Linked DNA regions of Nothobranchius furzeri: region 2 is linked to region 1. A link is a contact called in public Micro-C data. All regions are on one chromosome and are shown on one strand. The core of a region is the stretch at or near the end of the contact, and the rest is flanking DNA. Distances in the headings are between cores, read along the strand shown.

Evidence for each region. Hi-C and Micro-C count contacts between places; a contact is called where the count stands out from the background.
Region 2: a contact with region 1 is called in a Micro-C map of tail fin, with 5 times the contacts expected there. The contact joins the promoter of znf609b here to the enhancer-like site in region 1. A contact is called at or near these places in 2 of 2 Hi-C or Micro-C datasets (skeletal muscle and tail fin).

What each region holds. Positions count from the first base shown.
Region 1 is chr9:45,195,510-45,200,143 of NfurGRZ-RIMD1, forward strand. All of the region lies in intron 11 of trip4 (thyroid hormone receptor interactor 4), which reads left to right. Among protein-coding and RNA genes, the nearest start is that of trip4, 16 kb to the left of the region's middle. Within about 2 kb of position 3,297, at least 1 of the 3 cell types and tissues checked has an H3K27ac peak or open chromatin away from gene starts, as enhancers often do. A contact at or near this core is called in tail fin, where this site is marked.
Region 2 is chr9:45,341,673-45,346,151 of NfurGRZ-RIMD1, forward strand. znf609b (zinc finger protein 609b) reads left to right here and starts at 2,214. Exons shown (of 8, transcript XM_054732279.2): 1 at 2,214-2,436.

The sequences.
Region 1 (4,634 bases), core at 2,047-4,546:
GCTTTTAATTCAATCAATTTCATAATTTTTAACTAAATGATAGACAATAAAAACAAGAACATTTGTGGTTAAATTAGATTCTTCTTTTTGTTTTATGGGCACAAAAACAGGGGGCTCCATCAACTAGTGAATGAATACTTTTTACACTGTTGTCAGATTGGCATTATACAGTCATTTACATTGGACTCTGTGGTTTTTGAAAGAGGAAATGCCACCAGCAGCAGATGAAGCATTTCCTCAGCATCTGCTTTGGTTGACTAACTCCACAGTGTATTGCATACATTTTTAAAGAGCTCCAGCATCCTAAATTTCTCAGAGGTTTGTATAAATGTTATTGAGTCAACTTTTACACCACCATCAATTTTCCATTAGTTATTTCTATTACAATATCATGGGCTGCATGGTGGTGCAGTTGTTAGCACTGTTGCCTCGCAGCACGAAGGTCGCTGGTTCGAAACTCGGCTGCGGCCTTTCTGCATGGATTTGCGTGTTCTCCCCATGCATGCGTGGGTTTCCTCCGGGTACTCCGGTTTCCCCCACAGATCACAACATGCCCTATAGGTTATACATTGTAAGTCGCTTTGGGTAAAAGCGTCTGCCAAATAAATTAACATAAACGTATCAGAAAATTCCTGCTGGAACTGAACCCTGAATATGCCAGACGTAGTTGTTTCTACTAATTATATTTTCTCCTGTAAACAACCATAACTATAATGTTGCAATATCTTTTATGTTGTTTTGGGAAATTGGGGCTGCTTTAAGACTTTAACAAAATACCATCACATCATTGGCATGCACCAAGTAGAGAAAACATCTACGGAGATTGTAGAAACAACTGAAACTGGGTTAAGAACTGTCCAACGCATTATTAAAAACTGGAGGACATGGACGTAAAATTTTTTTTTGGGGGGGGGGGGGGGGGACATGTTCCCCCCACTTTTTCCAAAGTCAAGTTTTGACCCCTGCACTTTGTATCATCCAGAAACAATATTACGCTGTATTAAATTGACACTGATTGAGCTCTAGGACCAAGCGGAATACAACCGTTTGTGTTGAAGCCTGTTTTCCATTGGAGCATACTGTAAAGATACCCCCCCCATGTCTCCCCCACTTCTAAAGTGAAAATTACGTCCATGCTGGAAGGAGAGTTTGGACCATCGTCTTCAAGGAAGAAATGTGTCTGGGAAATATCCTGAATGATCGTGATTGCAATAACTTAAATTTTTGGTGAAATCAAATGGTAGAAAACAACAGTAGAACTCAGCTCTGTATACTAGTGAAATTCTGAGCATTTCCACTTACACAATGCAAAGGGAACTCAAGGGATTAGGAGTGAACAGTTGTGTAGCCATAAGAAAACCACCATCAGTGAAGCAAACTGGAAAAAGGCTTCAATTTGCTAGGGAGCGTGAAGATTGGACTCTGGAGTAATGGAAGAAGGTCATGTGGTCTGATGAGTCCAGATGAACTCTGTTCCAGAGTGATGGTGCATTAGGGTATGAAGAGAGGCAGATGAAGCACCCATCATGCCTAGTGCCTACTATACAAGCCTGTGGGGGCAGGGCTATGATCAGGGGTTGCTACAGTTGGTCAGGTCTAGATTCAGCAACAGGATGTGCTCCAAAAATGAGGTCAGCTGACTACCTGAATATACTGAATGACCAGGTTATTCCATCATTGGATTTTTTTGGATTGGTGAAAGAGTGGTTCAGGGAGCATGAGACATCATTTTCACACATGGATTGGCCACCACAGAGTCCAGACCTTAACTCATTGAGAGTCTTTGGGATGTGCTGGAGAAGTGTTTGTGCAGCAGTCATACTCTACCATCATCAATGCAAGATCTTGGTGAAACATTAAGGCAACACTGACGGAAATACATCTGGTGATGCTGCAGAATATTATCGAAGCAACACCACAGCAAATGTGTGCTGTAATCAAAACTAAAGGTGGTCCAACATAATATTAGAGTGTGTGACTTTTTCTTTTTTTGGTGGTGATTTTTTTGAGCTGGTAAAAACCATGAACCTTGATTTGACCTTGTAAATGGGTTACTTATCTGCAATAAGTAGCACTAATCACATAAGGCCATACACAAATATGAATGGCTTTTTAAATAATCTTTTCACAAGATCAAACAAGTGCAACACAAAAACACCTGAAATAAATCAGGAGTGGATGTTGTCATCTTGTGGCAGGTGTGTTGTTCCAAGCATTTCCTTACCTCTGTGGGTTTTGTCTGTATCATTGTCCTCCATCTCTTCATGTAATCCCAGATTGACTCTGTGTTGATGAGATCAGGGGTTTGTTTGAGTCAAACCATCTGCTGCTCGACTCCTTCTTTGTTTTGTCACTGGAGATGTTTGACGTTGCCGTTCTGCTGCAGACAGAACTGGGGATCATCAGGTGTCTCTGCGATGGATCAGAATTCATTCCTCTAATAAAATATGTGGCCTGTGCTATACCTCTGAACCGCTATCTTTTTGGGTATTGAATCCCTAGTTTTAATCTAAAACTTGCTTTTGCATTTAAATAGTTTATATTGTTCCTCTTCTGACCTTTCTGCACTTGTTGGCCTGTATTATAGACTGTAGCTCAGTATATGTATGCACACTAGCACATGTGAGATAACTGAAAGCAGGCTTCTACCACATCACACAGCTCCAAGCCCATAACCACTTATCTATTAAAAGAAGTACTGGTTCCTGTGGAATTCCATTTGTGTAAGCTCTCCCTCTGACCTCCAGAGTGGAGCTCCTGTGCTTGTTAGGCTGGCTGGAAGCTCCAACTGATGCCTGAGTTTCCTTGTGTGGTAATGTGATATTTATATGCTGAAAGCCTTCCTGCCAGCATGACACACACACACACACACACACACACACACACACACACACACGTCTCTCTCTCTCTCTCTCTCTCTCTCTCTCTCTCTCTCTCTCTCTCTCTCGCACACACACAGGATACATTGGATGCATTCCAAAGGAAGAAAAGTCAGGCGGTTCTATTTTTTTCTTCCCACATTTTTTTTTTCTCTGTAACATTTTTCAAATCCCTAACGGTGGCTGCTTGTCTCTTTTCTCTCCCCCTCCCCCCTCATCTTCCCATCCTCACATTTTCTCCACTTCCTCTGTAACACCGTGTTTTACAGGTCAGTGCTGTAAAATTGTAAATATGCTGGCTGAGCGGACGTGCGCACTTACTGTCAATCGAGCATTTTTTAGCCTCTCTGCTGAACCTCAGTCACACACCAACACACTGACATTCCTCCCTCTTCCTCCCTCTTTCTTGCTGGGCAGTTTGCCATGGCAGAGGTCAGACATCATGTGATTCTGCAGTGGTGTGTAGAATGCATTCAGCTCAGGGCCCCTCAGCACTGGACGACAACCAACTAAACCTCGGTCACAGGTTTTCCACAGCATGAAAAATACATAGAACCATCTGCCAGCTTTGAAATGAGCTGCTATTGCTGTCCACAGACCACTTCATTAAATGTCACACGGTGTCTGCTGTTCAGAAAGCTGACTGTCAACCCCTTTTATTAATCTTCTTTGTTTTTTTTCCTGCTCATTTAAATGAGCTTTGTTCCTCTCTCTGAATGCTGATCACAAGTCTTAAAAACAATGAAAGAGAAATTTGAGTCACATTTTACTCCGCTTCGTTTGATGGTAGCAATGGCAGCTTGTTTGAAGGAACGAACAGAGAATCAAAGAGAGGTACCTGAATACTAGTCTGTATTAAGTGGTTGGCTGAATAAAAAATGGCTTCAGATAAAGTGACATTTTTATACTCTTCTAAAATAAATATCAACATATTTCAAAATGATGACGCTTTCTTGTCTTTACTGAACAGAAAGTATGGTCTCGAGGTCATAGTCATTATGCAGTCAGTGCCGTCCTTGAGAAAATAAACAGGAAAGCCTGCAGGGTATAGCTCTACTGTTGTTGTGTTGACTGATGTTATTGGCCGCTAACAGGAGTGGGACGATGACATGAAAAATTAAGTGTTAGCCGTTTGTTCTTTTGAAATGCTGGTAGTAAATAAGCAAACTACTTCACTTTTGCTTGAGTTTTTTTTTTTTTTTTTTTACAAGATTCGTACTTCGCTACATTTTCAATCATATCAGTTACTGAGTAAACAAATTATAGGCTTAATTCATTCATTTAAAATATTGCACTTTGCAGCATCGGAACAGAATGAGACCTGCATGAGCACCGTTTCTCACCCGTGGGGGGGGGGGGGGGGGGGGGGGTTTACACGTTTTATAATGGGGACGTTAAACAGCCACACTTTTCCCACAGTTTTGCTCAAAAACATCAGTCCAATCCCTCTGATGCACTCACTGTTTACCCCCCTCTCTGTTCCTCTCCGGTTGGTTGAAACCCGCGTCTTCACGCACCGGTGTTTCGTGAGTATTCTGCTCGGCTCGGTAGCCGGACTCGGTTCCATGTTTGAAATATGTTTTCCCAATTGCTATTATAGGAAAATTCAATAAACAGTCCAAACTGATGCGTAACATGTTTAACATGAGGTATCTGAACCATAATAGAGGGTTTTATATTTCCATTGGTGGAAACAAAACCCATTGCACACTGCTGCCAACCAGCGGTCGGCGTTTGAATTGCACCAAAAGAAAA
Region 2 (4,479 bases), core at 964-3,463, 150 kb after region 1:
GGAATTAACTGAGGGACCATCAAAGTCTGAGGAGTCACGCCAAGATTGTTGGTGGTCCGGGAGGCACAAAGACGGGGCTCGCGGGCCGCCTATTGAGTACCACTGAATTAGATGTCTTAGATGACATTTTTCTGGCTTTAGATTCAGGCTTCCATGTGGTTCTGGTACTTTTGGATCTATCCGCAGCATTCGACACGATCGATCATGACATTTTGATCACAAGACTTCACACTTGGGCTGGCATTTCAGGCACAGCCCTAGAATGGTTTAGGTCATACTTTTGGAACAGGTCTGCTAGGGTCATGTTGGATGGCTGTTCATCTGAGTCACAGCCTTTACGTTGGGGTGTCCCACAAGGTTCAATACTTGGCCCGTTACTGTTTAACCTTTATATACTGCCCTCAGGAGCCATTTTCAGAAGGCACGCTGTCTCATACCATCTTTACGCTGACGACTGTCAAATCTACTTTTCATTTAAGCCAACTCAATCAACAAAAGTTCTGTCTGATTGTATCCTTGAGGTCAAGCAATGGCTAGCTGATAACTTCCTCCATCTCAATGACTCCAAAACTGACTTAATCGTTTTCAGTCCTAACAGGACCACGGCTACTCATCAACCTGACCTCAGCTATCTCTCACCTAATGTATCCTCTGTAATCTCCAACCTTGGAGTAAAAATGGACCAGGCTCTGAAGATGGATACCCAGGTCAATAACACAGTAAAATCATGTTTTTACCAACTAAGACGCATCTCGAAACTAAAGCACATCCTGAGTGTCCGTCTTCTGAAAGCTGTGGTCCACACTTTCATCACTTCAAGGCTGGATTACTCTAACTCCTGCTTATATGGCATCAGTAAAGCAGCTCTTTCTAGACTTCAGCTGGTCCAGAATTCAGCAGCTAGGTTGCTGACTGGAGCTGACAGAAGACAACACATTTCTCCAATTCTGAAATCTCTCCACTGGTTGCCCGTGCAGTACAGGATAAATTTCAAAATTATGCTTCTGACTTACAAATCCTTGAACCATCAAGCTCCTCCATATCTGTGTGAACTTCTCCATTTCTACAACCCGCCGCGTGCTCTCAGGTCCGAAGATAAGCTCCTCCTAGCTGTTCCGAATGCACGTTTAAAAAGCCGTGAAGAAAGGGCTTTCTCTGTCTGTGCACCGACGCTGTGGAAAACATTACCACTGCTAGTGAGGCAAGCACCAACAGCTAGCATTTTTAAATCACGCTTGAAAACTCACTACTTCGACCTAGCATATACCACATAATTATGAACCTCACTTAGATCAACATTGTTTAAAAAATGGAATTCACAATATCAACTTCTGTACTATTGAGGTTCTTCTTAAAATGGTTCTCTAATTTTTAATCTCCCTGTGTCTTATTGATTTTTAGCTGTTAGTTTTGGGGATTTTGTTGTATGTCTTTTTTTTTAATCTTTTACCTGTGTTCGTCCGACATGATTGTATAACGCGGTTTAAATGCACTAACATTTTTGGTGTACAGCACCTTGTTTGGTTGTAATGCCATGTTGAATGCGCTTTATAAATAAAATTGGATTGGATTGGATTGGGTAGACCATAGAACTTTCAAACTCTTGTTTCCACCAGGACCATTTTAGATGTGACACACGGGAAGCCTGATCACTTTGGCGTGCATTAAAGATGTGCTGTTGTCTGTAGTAACAAGCATCAAGTAAGGACTTGGAGGCTGTGAACAGGGTTGCCACATTGGTGATGACGACACAATCCCAAGCCCTATAAGTGGTTAAAAATATGTAAATAGTGATAAAATTTGTATTTAACTGTAAATGGGATTGCTCACTTCTATTTAATAATTTGGTGGAGTTGAGATGGTGGATTTGCCTGGTGGTTGAAAAGCATACGTCAGACCCCAGTCCAAACAGGGAGATGGATCCAGTTCCACTTTTTCCGCTCCAGAGCTGGGAAGTTCGATCCGGTAGGAAGCCTCCAGTCCTGGATTTCCTTTCCACCCTGGTTGCTGCTGCTGCTTGACTACAATGTATCAGTTCCCACATGAAGAAGCGGTACGGTGCTCCCAACAGAAACGGCGAATACGGAGGAATTAACCTGGATGGAAAGCTGCTCGTTGTGGAATTAACATCAGAAAGGTTGCGAGAGAAAAGCGGACTTGGCTCGGGTTTCGGAGCGCAGTGGTAACTATGCGTTTGGGACTCGTTTGTTTTCGCTGTGGACGGTGTCTCGAAGTGTGATGGCAGAAGTCCAGTGAATCGCTGGCCTCCCCTCCTCTCTTGTGTTGGATGTCTGGGGGAGTGCGCTGTTTTCTAGTGCTTCAGATTTTTTAGAGGTTTTATCATAATTGAACCGCGTTACACTGATTTGTTATTTTATGGGGCTCACGCCGCCATGGACAGACGACGGTTTGGAATACAGTTGTTAAGCTAAGTCGGTAAGTTTGTCCCTTTTATAATTTCTGTCATTGTTAACAGTGCTACGACTCGTTAGCCGTTTAATGTTAGCCTGCCTTGCGTGTAGCTTTACACCATTTAGCCAACACAGCATGCAGCAGCAAGCAAGCTGCTAGCCAAGGCTGACTGACTGCACTCTGAGCTCATTGTTTTACTGTGCCAGCTACCTAAGGTTACACTCACATTAGCTCATTGCACAAACCCAAGTTAGCTCCGTTTGCTCCCTGAAAGCTACATTTGATTCGGGTTCAGCTCTGCTGCATCCGTTTAGCTGTAAGACAGTTGTTGCCTCGGGGACAATAGCGTTTATTCACTGTTAAATATAATAAACACTTGTCTGACTGTACTAATAATGACCCATGAAGTGTTCTGGAACATTATGTTGCGTTTAAACATCAGCAGGACAGTTAAAGCTGCAGATTCCACGAGTGAAGTGTTTCCCAAACTGAGTACCGGGGACCCCAGGGGGTCCAGTGTAGAATGACTGAAAGAAAAACTGAAAATGAAATGTTTTTTTTTAACGTGTCACTCAACACACATGTTTCCTTTTTGGAACAGCAAAAGTCTAGCATAGACATTTTTACACCTCTGGTGCAAATAAATTTTAATGACGCCTCAAATGTCACAAAATGGTGGATCCTGGTCAAACACATGTCTTGTTTGGGGCTTTGTGACATAAATAAAGTGGGACACTTCTCTTTTTGTTGGTTCTTGTTGTTGGGCCTGCTGGAGTGAGTCATTTAATTAGAGGACATTTTTTACAAGACTAGTAAGGCCTAACCTTGTGCTCTACTCTATGGGTTGTGCTGCCCCATGTAGTATGACAGTACCACATTTAGGTCTAAACTAGTATTTTGTAGTCTGTTTCAGGATATAATCTCAGATTACAGTTCTAAACTTTACACAATGGGTTCAATTAGCTAAATTGTATTTATTTTAAACCAATCAACAGAAAGAAAGATACTTGGGAGCTTTTGTCTTATACTCAGAGCAGTTTAAATGATTTGGGTTTGTACTTATGCTATAACATCATTATAAAATAATTAGTGATTATATAGTATATTATGTGGATTTAAAGACAACTATCTATGTTGTGGATTGAAAGGTTTGGTGTTTATTCTTGTTTACAAATGTATAAAGCATTCCATTAGGGTTGCAGCTTTCGATGACATTAATAATCGATTAGTCTGCCACAATAATCAAATGATTAATCAAATAATTAGATAAGCCATTATTTTTCCTTTGCTTTGAAAATGTGGTCAAAATGTAACTGAGTAGTACTAGCTGTAGAAACAAGTTAATAACCATATTTCTATAGCAGAATGTATTGAATTCAACTGTATTTAAAAAAACACATTAAAATCTTATTTCTGATTATAGTCGGTCACTCTGAGTTTTTCATGTAGGCTGAACAGGGAAATAGTCTCCTAAACCATCTCCTGCGTTAGCTTCTGATAGATGATAGGTGCAACGATTCTAAAAGTCTGACAGATCTACGTCACCCATCTCATGAAGGGGAAGGCTGTTGTTGGTTTAGTGTCCAGGAATCCGCAGAGAATGCCTCTAGTAGAAGCTAACTGTTAGCATTAGCAATTAGCAACAGTAGTAGAGTTGTGTTGCTCTTATCCAATACAGGGCGAGATTTTCAAATGTCAGGATAATTCCTGACCAGAGTCCCAACGCCTGCCGTCCGAAGCTCAAAGAAATCATTAGCGTTTGTAATTAGAGCAAAAGTACGTGACGTACAAACATGTTCTAAAGGTAATAAAATCGCCACCGCTACTGGTGTTGGTACTCATTTGAATATAAGTAGCCGTCTGTTGATGTTAGCAGCTAACAAGAGGTAAACTTACCGAGGTGACTTTGTTTTACGCCATGACGTGCTTCCTTTTAAGGTGCTCATTCAGCGCCAATGTGCTCCCATTGAAAGGAGAGTTTCACTTTGCAGAGTTTGCACTCTACGGGCCTTTATTTGTCTTTGTATAATGCTCCCATACTTTTGAGCTATGTTGTCTACTCGCCGT